Linked DNA regions of Rattus norvegicus: region 2 is linked to region 1. A link is a contact called in public Hi-C data. All regions are on one chromosome and are shown on one strand. The core of a region is the stretch at or near the end of the contact, and the rest is flanking DNA. Distances in the headings are between cores, read along the strand shown. Region 1 overlaps Arhgap39 (Rho GTPase activating protein 39). Region 2 holds the start of Arhgap39 (Rho GTPase activating protein 39).

Evidence for each region. Hi-C and Micro-C count contacts between places; a contact is called where the count stands out from the background.
Region 2: a Hi-C map of liver shows a contact between it and region 1, with 7 times the contacts expected there. The contact joins the promoter of Arhgap39 here to the enhancer-like site in region 1. A contact is called at or near these places in 10 of 12 Hi-C or Micro-C datasets (the A7r5 cell line, the Rat2 cell line, Schwann cells and 5 more) and 1 of 1 datasets of contacts at active chromatin or transcription factors (oligodendrocytes).

The regions. Positions count from the first base shown.
Region 1 is chr7:110,351,134-110,355,844 of GRCr8, reverse strand. Arhgap39 (Rho GTPase activating protein 39) reads left to right here. Exons shown (of 12, transcript NM_173122.3): 3 at 235-654. Among named protein-coding and RNA genes, the nearest start is that of C7h8orf82, 27 kb to the right of the region's middle. Within about 2 kb of position 2,159, at least 2 of the 93 cell types and tissues checked have an H3K27ac peak or open chromatin away from gene starts, as enhancers often do. A contact at or near this core is called in liver, where this site is marked.
Region 2 is chr7:110,417,647-110,422,357 of GRCr8, reverse strand. Arhgap39 (Rho GTPase activating protein 39) reads left to right here and starts at 2,898. Exons shown (of 12, transcript NM_173122.3): 1 at 2,898-3,047.

The DNA.
Region 1 (4,711 bases), core at 910-3,409:
TGCCCTGAGGTTTCCTAGGCAATAACATCAGATACAGGAGCACTCAGCAGCTAGTGGAAGCCCCTGTACAGTAACGTGAGAGCCAAGCTCTTGGTTGATGCTTTTTTTTTTTTTTTTTTTGGTTCTTTTTTTCGGAGCTGGGGACCGAACCCAGGGCCTTGCGCTTCCTAGGTAAGCGCTCTACCACTGAGCTAAATCCTCAGCCCCTTGGTTGATGCTTTTGTCCCTCTACAGGTTGGAGTGGGTGGAGATCATTGAGCCGCGCACGCGCGAACGTATGTATGCCAACCTGGTCACCGGGGAGTGCGTGTGGGACCCACCAGCGGGCGTGCGCATCAAGCGCACCAGTGAGGACCAGTGGTGGGAGCTCTTCGACCCCAATACATCACGCTTCTACTACTACAGTGCTGCTTCGCAGCGCACCGTGTGGCATCGCCCACAGAACTGCGACATCATTCCGCTGGCCAAACTGCAGACGCTGAAACAGAACACTGAGTCTCCGCGTGCCTCTGCAGACAGCAGCCCAGGGAGGGGCAGTCGAGATGGTAGCACGGGCTCCTCGCTGGAACCCGAGCCTGAAGAAAGGGCACAGGAGCTGCCAGTTCGTGGTGGGCGGGCGACAACCTTGGTCACTTCGAAGGAGGAGACTAGCAGGTGAGGAGGCCGGCGGGTTGGGGGAGGGGTACTTACTTAGAGGAGGGTGGGGCTGGGGTGGCAGAGTATAGCACGCAGCTTTCAAGACTGTTAGTTGTCCAGTTGATAGGGTTCTTTGCTGGACCAGGGTTATCAGGCAGGCCAGCCACCTCCCCTTTACTGATAGTGTCATTAGTCACATTCGGAAGTGTACAAAGCCTTGAGGAAGGTAGGTGAGTAAAGCCAGGTGAGGTGTGTCACACCAGTGATCTTAGCACCCGGGAGCTGGAGGCACTGGAGAACCAGGAGTCTGAGGCCAGCCTATGTTTAAGTGAGACCCTGACTCAGAATACCAGGGGTGGGGGGGAGGGGAGAAAGGTGCTAAGGAGAAAAGCTAGACATCTGGGGCTCTGCTGTCCTTTTGCAGAGGGCGGCTGGTACACCTCAGTGGGCTATGTCTGCTCAGAGTTGTGTCTTTGGATAATTTGTAGAGAATGAGGACATGGCCTCTAGTTCCTCCAACATGAAGGATAGAGGACTATTCTCAGGGGCTGGGCTCATTTAAATCTAAGAAGAGGCACTGCCAGTGATACACTGAGTACAGGCAGTGCTGCCTTAGTCCAACCCTGCCCTTCTAGGAGCTCAGCCAGGCAGGGCAGACACAGTGACAGTGGTGTCGAGGGGACATAGCATGACCTGACAGGCAGTGGAGACATTAGAGACCAATCGGACCAGACCTTCTTCCACCAAGTATCTTTGCTGAGGATATAGCTGGTGTTTTCATAAGGGTCATTGTATGGGGAACTTCCCTCTCGTTCCTGTTTCCCAGGGAGCCTATCAGGAAAGCGTGTCGGACCGTGGTGGCCGACCTTCTATGAGATGGTAGTTTCTTCCTTCAGTCTATTAATGTGCTATATCTCACTGACTTCATCTTCTTGCACTGGAACGCCTTTGAGTGTGTGTTCTAATCATGCAGTGGTATCCATGGTGGTATCTATGTGTGTCTGACACATGACAAGGCTCCATTTGGGCTGGGCAAGTGGGTTTGTGAAAAATCCCAACCAAACCAACCGCCTACCGAAGACAGAAGGCCTTTTCTCCAGCAGAAATCCAGAAGAGATGATACTAGAGAGACCCAGAATTCAGACTGCCTAGAATTTAGGAACCAGTGACGTCTATGCCATTAAAAAGTGGAGGCTTGGCTGTGGTGGTACAAGACTAGCCCCAGCACTTGAGAAGCTGAAGCAAGAAGACCCCTTCCAGTTTAGGAGTTCAAGATCAGCCTAGTAAGAGCCTCTCCTCTAACAAACAAACAAACAAAGTTCTAGGAAGCAAACTTAGGCAAGGGTCTCTCTGCTGAGTCATCTCCCTGAGTCCATTCAGCTTTTCTTTTTGCTTTTCTTCCCCTTCTAACTTTTCAAGCAGATGGAGTCCACTTTGAATTACTTCTGTGCCCTCCTCTGCTGATTTCACCATCTGTGTTTGTTCTGGGCCAGGCCCAGCTGACTGGCTGCCCTCTTTGCAGGGTGCTTCACAAGTCGGAATATTGCTCTGGTGAGGATAGGCACACGATGAACCACCTGTCTGCTTAACAGAGCAGGAGGGCCATGTTCTGAGAGGGAGCCAAAGGCACCTTGTGGGCAGCAGGTTGCCAGTGTGGCTGCTCCAAGGAGCAGGAGCAGTGACACAGTTGGAAAACTGCCTGCCATGAAACTATAGGTCCGACCTTTGTATACCAGCTCCTCTTTTCATAAAAGCCAGCTGCAGGAGCAAAGCTTGGTGGGACACACTTAATCCCAGCACTCACGAAGCAGCCTGGTCTTCGTTGTGGGTTCCAGGTCAACCAAACCTATAGAGAGAACTTGCCTCAAAAAAACAAAACAAAAACTGGGCATGGCTGTACACACACCTTTAATTCCAACACTCTGGAGTCAGAGTCAAGAGGATCTCTGAGTTTGAGGCCAGCCTGGTCTACAGAGTGAGTTCCAGGAGAGCCAGAGTTACGCCGAAAAACCCTGTCTTGACAACAACAAGAAGCATGACCTCAGATGACAGCCCTAGTTTCCACATACATGCGCATAAACACACACACACACACACACACACACACACACACACACACACACACACACACAGTGGCAAAGAAAACCAGTGGCAAACATTCATATGTTGTGAACTGTAACAATATCTTTGCCTCTCCACACAGATGGGTGTTGCCAAGGAAATTCGAGTGTAGTTGGAGCTGAGCGTATTCTTGACATTAATTGTTAATTTGTTTGTTTGAGCCTGGATCTCACACTATAGCTCAGGCTAGGCTGGAACTCATTACATCTCCCAAGATGGCCTCAAACTAACGGCAGTCTTTCTGCCTCACCCCTCTATTGCTACATTTATAAGCATGAACCACCACGCCCAGCTGATACAGCCTTTTAGCATGCCTCCTGGTTAATGGCACCTGATGGTTATATAGGATCTTTTTAGTCACACAGTTAGATGGATTTTAAAACACATTTCCTTTGCATTTTGTCTGAAATGTTGCAGCTATACCTGCTACAGACATGCCGGAATGGTGTCATGCCTCTTCTTTCAATTTTTTTTTTAAGATTTATTTATTTATTTTATGTACAGCTTTCTGCCTGCATATGTGACTGCAGGCCAGAAGAGGCCACCAGATCTCATTACAGATGGTTGTGAGCCACCATGTGGTTGCTGGGAATTGAACTCATGACCTCTGAAGAGCAGTCAGTGCTCTTAACCGCTGAGCCATCTCTCCAGCCCTCTTCTTTTAATTCTGATAGCATGGGAAGTAAAGCAGCTGGATACTGTCTGTGATTGAGCCATCCGTCATCCCATCTGTCTTGGGACTGTAGGTTTCACTCCCTGAGAAACAGGAGCAATACAGGGTAGGTGGAGCACTTCCAACAGCAGCACTTCAAAGCCTGAGGGAGGAGCTTCACAAGTGTGATGCTAGCCTAAGGCTACATGACTGAACCTTTTTCTCATTCTGAAAATACCAAATGTTTCCTCTTAGTTTAAAGGAAAAAGCCATAATATAGTTTTTAGCTTATATCATGCTATGTGGTGGAGCAAATCAAGAATATTTAGCTCTTATTTCTGAACACCCCCTACCCCCAGTCTTAGTGGAATTACTTAAAGCTAGGTCCACAAGCGTGGGCAAGCCAGTTGATACTAGCATTTCCATAGTTCACGGCAGATCCTGCAGAGCCCTTCTACTGCACAGTAGAATCATGGGCTGGTATTTCTGCAGAAACTTACATTCCCCAAAGACTTCTTTCTAGTATACTTGATACTTTCTTAAGCCTTTAATACACACACATTCTTAGCATGTCTAGTTGCAACACATTTTGGCAATTTTTACTTCAGGCTATGCTTCATCAGTAGTGATTGGTTCATTTTTCTCCTCAGCGACTCTTGTGTTGAAGGCTTTGTCTCCACCTAGTGGTGGTGTTCCTGGTAATCAACCCACTCAGGAAGCCACCAATTAACTAGGGAGTGGAGGTCCCCGGTGTTTCCCTGCAGTGTCTTGTTCTCTCTCTCTCTCTCTCTCTCTCTCTCTCTCTCTCTCTCTCTCTCTCTCTCTCTCACACACACACACACACACACACACACACACACACACACACACACACACACACACACTGTTCCTCTACTGCCATGAGTTATAACAGCAATGTCACTGTCAGTGCCAGCACAGATGGGGACATGGGTTACTGTAGTTGTGCTCACCTATGTATTGTTTTCTAGCTTTTGCTCTACGTCATGGCTCTATCTTTGAAGGTCTTGACCAGTAGTTTCTGTTAATATTTGCCACTCATTCTTTCTGTCCTCTGACACACCGTCCAGAGCCACAGATAAAGCTTTCTCTGCAGTGCCGCCTACTTCAGGCACGTGTTCTCAGCTTTCAGATGTTGTCTAACCTTCGACGTGTGCTGACACACACCAGTGAGATGTGCTGAAGAGGAAGATCCTGGCTCCACGACACGGGAACATCTCTTGACTTTTACACATGGGGTTTCTCTTTAGTATATGTAATGTTGTCCTAATGTTCTATTGGCTG
Region 2 (4,711 bases), core at 1,649-4,148, 66 kb before region 1:
CCATCTTTGAAAGTCTCCTGAAGAAAACCACAAGACGTCTTGGGAGTAAGCACCATTCATTCTAAGTTTGTGACCAAAGGCTCAAAAGGGAAGAGGCAGCAGGAGTGTGTGTGGGTTGAGGGGGAGAAGCATTGTTGGAGAGATGGCTCAGCAGTTAAGAGCACTCACTGCTCTTCCAGAGGTCCTGGGTTCAGTTCCCAGCACCCACAGGGCAGCACCCACTGTCTGCGACTCCAATCCCAGGGTATCTGATGCCCTCTTCTGGCATCCCCAGGTACTGCATGAATGTGGTACATAGACATACACTTAGGAAAACCCATGAACATAAAAATAATAAACATCTCAAAAATATTGAAACAAACAAAAAACACTCAAAAGGAATCCAGTCAGCCATGTTGGTGATGTTTCTTCAGCTGCAAGGAGGAGATAGCCTTGCTTCATCCAAGTCAACTTGCTTCAGGTAGGTGAACAAGAAAAAAAACCCCTTTTTCCTATTAAAGGTAATTAGCTCACCAAAGGCCAATCTTCTGCCTATCTCACGCCATCTAAAACTTTTGTATAAAGAAATTCAAGCCTTTTACTTCCCTCTGCCTAGTAAAGCTTTTTTCCCCATAAAGCCTCCACCTTCCTCCAATTCCCAAACTTGATCTGTAGCAGCCAGCCGACACCTTACCCTCCCCCTTCACCTACTTCTTTGTGCTGGGTTCCTTTAAAACTAGTCAATCAGGAAAGACTATGAGGTGACCCCAGGCAATAGGAAAAAGACACAGTCACCACCTGCCTTAGGATAAAAACTAAGTGAGCTTCCGTCCCTAGTGTACAAGCTAGCCTGGTTAATTTATTTTTGCAAAGATAAATTGCCTTGCTCGACTACTTTTGTTATTTGTGCGTTTCTTTCTGCAGCATGAAGAATGTTTGTTTCCAACCGCACTGCTGAGGGAGCTGCAGACAGAACAGGAGCCCTAGTCCTTTGCATGCAGCATAGGATGACTCAGCAAGGAAGTGCGGAGTGTGAACGTAGTGGAGATCCCCAGGGCTTGGGGCCTGCAGTACTGCAGGGGGTTGATGGGTCTGAACTCTCTTACACAGGGTCTGAGCATTGATGGAATGCTGTGTGGTCCTAGAAGAGCTTTGGGCCATTTTATTTGGCTGCCAAGTGGAATTTAAATGCTACTCATAGAAATGAAGACTTGAGCTGGAAATGGCTCAGTGGGTCAGGGTGTGTTTGCCACTATGACCCAAATAGCAGAAGGGACGACCTGACTCTTGTTCTCTGACATCTCTGTGGAGGTCTTGACACATGCAGCCAGGCATACACACAAAATAAGTAAAATATCCCGAAGGTTTATTTTTTATGTGTGTCTCTATACAGTAATGCAAAGGCATGGGTCCCGTGGAGCTAGAGTTATAGGTGGTTTTGAGCCACCTGACATGGATGCTGGGAATTGAACTTGAATCCTCTGGAAGAGCAGTATTTACTCTTAATTGCTAATCCATCTCTCTAGGCTCTGGTAATAAGTTTTTTTTGTTTTGTTTTGTTTTGTTTTGTTTTGTTGTTGTTTTCTTTTTAAATAAAAGGACTGGTGGATGGCAGTGATGGCCCATGCCTTTAATTCCAGCACTAGGGAAGCAGAGGCAGGTGGACAGCTGTGAGTTTGAGGCTAGCCTGGTCTACAGAGCAAGTTACAAGACAGCCAGAGCTACACAGAGAAACCTGTCCCCCCGCCCCCCAAAAAACCCCACCAAAACCAACCAAACAAAAACCGATGAACAAAGAAACAAAAAACTGGGGGCTGGGGATTTAGCTCAGTGGTAGAGCGCTTACCTAGGAAGCGCAAGGCCCTGGGTTCGGTCCCCAGCTCCGAAAAAAAGAACCAAAAAAAAAAAAAAAAAAAAAAGAAACAAAAAACTGGGAGGGTGACAAACGCACTTGTAATCTGTTAAAGGCAGATCTTAAGTTTGAGGCCAGCCAGGGTCCACACAGCAAGAGCTCATCAAACAAAACAAAACAAACAAACAAACAAAAAAAACCAAACCAAATGGCAGCTGAGGATGCTTGGTTGGTAAAGGGCTTTCCTAGAATGGGTTCCAGCTCCACAGCTGTGTAAACCGGATGTGGTGGCATATGTCTGTAACCCCGGCACAGGAGAGATGAAAACAGGAGGATTAAAATTTCAAAGTCATCATTGGCTACATAGGAAGTTGAAGGTCATCCTTGGCCATATGAAGCTCTGCCTCAGATTAAAAAATAATAATAAAAATTTAAAAGAGCTTAGTGAGTAGAAGTGCTTTTTGTACAAGCCTAAGGGTGCGAGTTCTATCTCTAGAACCCATGGTGAAAGGAGTTGTCCTCTGATTTCCACATGGACACCGTCAGCACGTGCGTGCACATGCTTCATACGCTCAACACACATAAAAAAATAGAAAAAATAGAAAAGAGAGCGCATTTAAGGCTGTGTCTGAGTTACCACGATAACTCAGTTAACTAAGAAGATAAGAGGAAAATCATAAAGGGAAATTAGAAACAGGGAGTACGCAGAGTATTTTAGACAATGGCTACTTTTCCAGAGTCAAGAAAGAGGTAAATCTTAAGCTGAGGAACCCCAGCAGGGTTAGAACTAATAAAGTCACGCCACACCCACATTAGGACACACCTGAGGTGACCTAGACCTTCAGAAGTGGTGGGTACGGTGGGTACAGGTGAGAGCGAAACGGCTGCCTATCGCTGCACCGGGGGCGGGGCCTCCGACCCAGGCAGGGCTCACTTTGGGCTCCCGAGGGGCTGCGCGGTGGCGCAGGCGCATTGCAGCCTCGCGGGCGGCGCCCCCTAGCGGCGCCAGCATCCTCGCGGGGGCGGAGTCGGAGGCGGGGGGTTGCGCTTGGTGACGGGGGACGCGCGGCCGCAGCGCACTGGACTAGCGGCGGAGACCCAGGACGTGAAGCGCTGGCTGCGGCGGCAACGGCGGCCGGGAGCCGCCGGGAGCTGAGGCGCAGCGTGCGGTCGGTGATGAGGGGCAGTGGCGGCGCGCCCCGCTCAGGGCCGGCTGGTGAGAGCGCGGGAGGTGGGCGGCGCGGGCCGGGAAGATGGCGGAGAGGCCTCGATGCGGCCCCACGGCCTGGCCCGGGCGGAGGCCCCCTCCAGCACAGTCGTGCTAGGAATCGGGGCTCCAGGTGACCCGGTCGGGGAGGGTCCGCACGCGAACGCTGCGGCGGAGGGCCAGAGAGTGTGAAGGCGGGTTTGCGTAAGAGAAGGGGCCCGAGGGTGGGTGTGAGGTGCCATGGTCTGCACGCGTGCCCGGCCTTTGGATGGGCGTGAGTGCGTGTGTGTCCCTGCCCAAGATAGTTGTGTGAGAGCCCTTTGCTTGAGGTGGTTGGGGTTGGGGTGGACCCGATGGTGAATGTGAGATGTGAGGGTGCCTGGCCTGCAGACAGGTGTGTGTCCCGAGGACAGGTGTGCATGCGTTATGTGTCCAGGCCCAGAGCCGGTGTGCTTGTGCCCTTCCTGTGCGCTGGGCTCCGTCCGTTTAGGGGTGGTGAGAGGTGGTAATTGCCGGGCGAGGATCTTGCGGGCCAGGCTTTGTCCGCGATGCCCGGGAGTCGGTGGGCGTCTCTGGGTCGGGTCGTGGCTTGCTTGCGCGTGGTGCGCCCTGGCTTCGCGGCAGGGCCTCTGCGGCAGGCTCGGGTGGTCCTCTACCCGGCCTTTCAGACTTGGAACTCCCTGGGCGCCTGTTGTTGGCAGGCGTGGGGTGGGTGGGGGCTGCGAGGCAGCAGGCTGTGCATCCCGGCCAGGCTGTCTTTATTTTAAAACGTGCTGCCCGCTTCGGGCGCGGCAGCTGTGGGTGTGTTCCATGCTGCTGCTCACCGCAGCTGCTGTGGGCGCTACGCAACCTTCAGCCGCAAAAATGCGGCTGGACCCCCTCCCCCTTCAGTGTTGTTCGGGTTGGCCAGGCCTCCAGTGACCTCTGCAGAAAAACGTACAGTTGCAAGGCTTCAGTTCCTCCCGTGGTGCAGACAATACGGACGTTTGTCTTTGGGAGCTGGGGAGGGCAACTGAGCACTGCGTCCTGGGCGCAGTCTGTAAACAGCAGGTGGTTTTGTCCCTGGCTCCCCTTTTTACAATGAACGTGGGGGAAGGGAATTAGAAGACGGAGAGGTGTGACTGGATAGTCCGGAAAGCCAGTCTTTAAGGGATTCTGAGTGCCTAGGAGGGAATGGAGAGATGGCTCCTTCCAGCTCGTGGTCTAACCAGCTGTCTTGAGGAGGCTGGAGCAGAGTGAAAATGAGTGCTGGTTCTGGAGCCAGACTGACCGCCCTTGAGTCATGACTCCTCCTTTACTGGCTTTGTGGTATTAAGTAAGGTCTCTTTGCCCTTTGGTTTCTTGGCTGTAAAATGGGTACACTAATAGTATTGGTCTCAGAATGCTGTTGTGAGGACTCTATGACTTAAGACTTGTAAAAATTTTCACACCTGGGAAGGTTGAGTATCAAGAATTGTTCTTGCTACTAAGTTGCAGGCTGTTAGGTATGGGTTGGATTGTGTGCTACAAAGTACATAAGCTAAGAGTGTGTGTGTGTGTGTGTGTGTGTGTGTGTGTGTGTTAAAATTGTAATTTTGTCTGGGTTTTGCTATGTACTCAGTCAGGTTTCAAACTCATGATCTTGTCTGACATGCACTGCCATGCTTGGCTCAAAATACTTTTGTGTGTGTGTG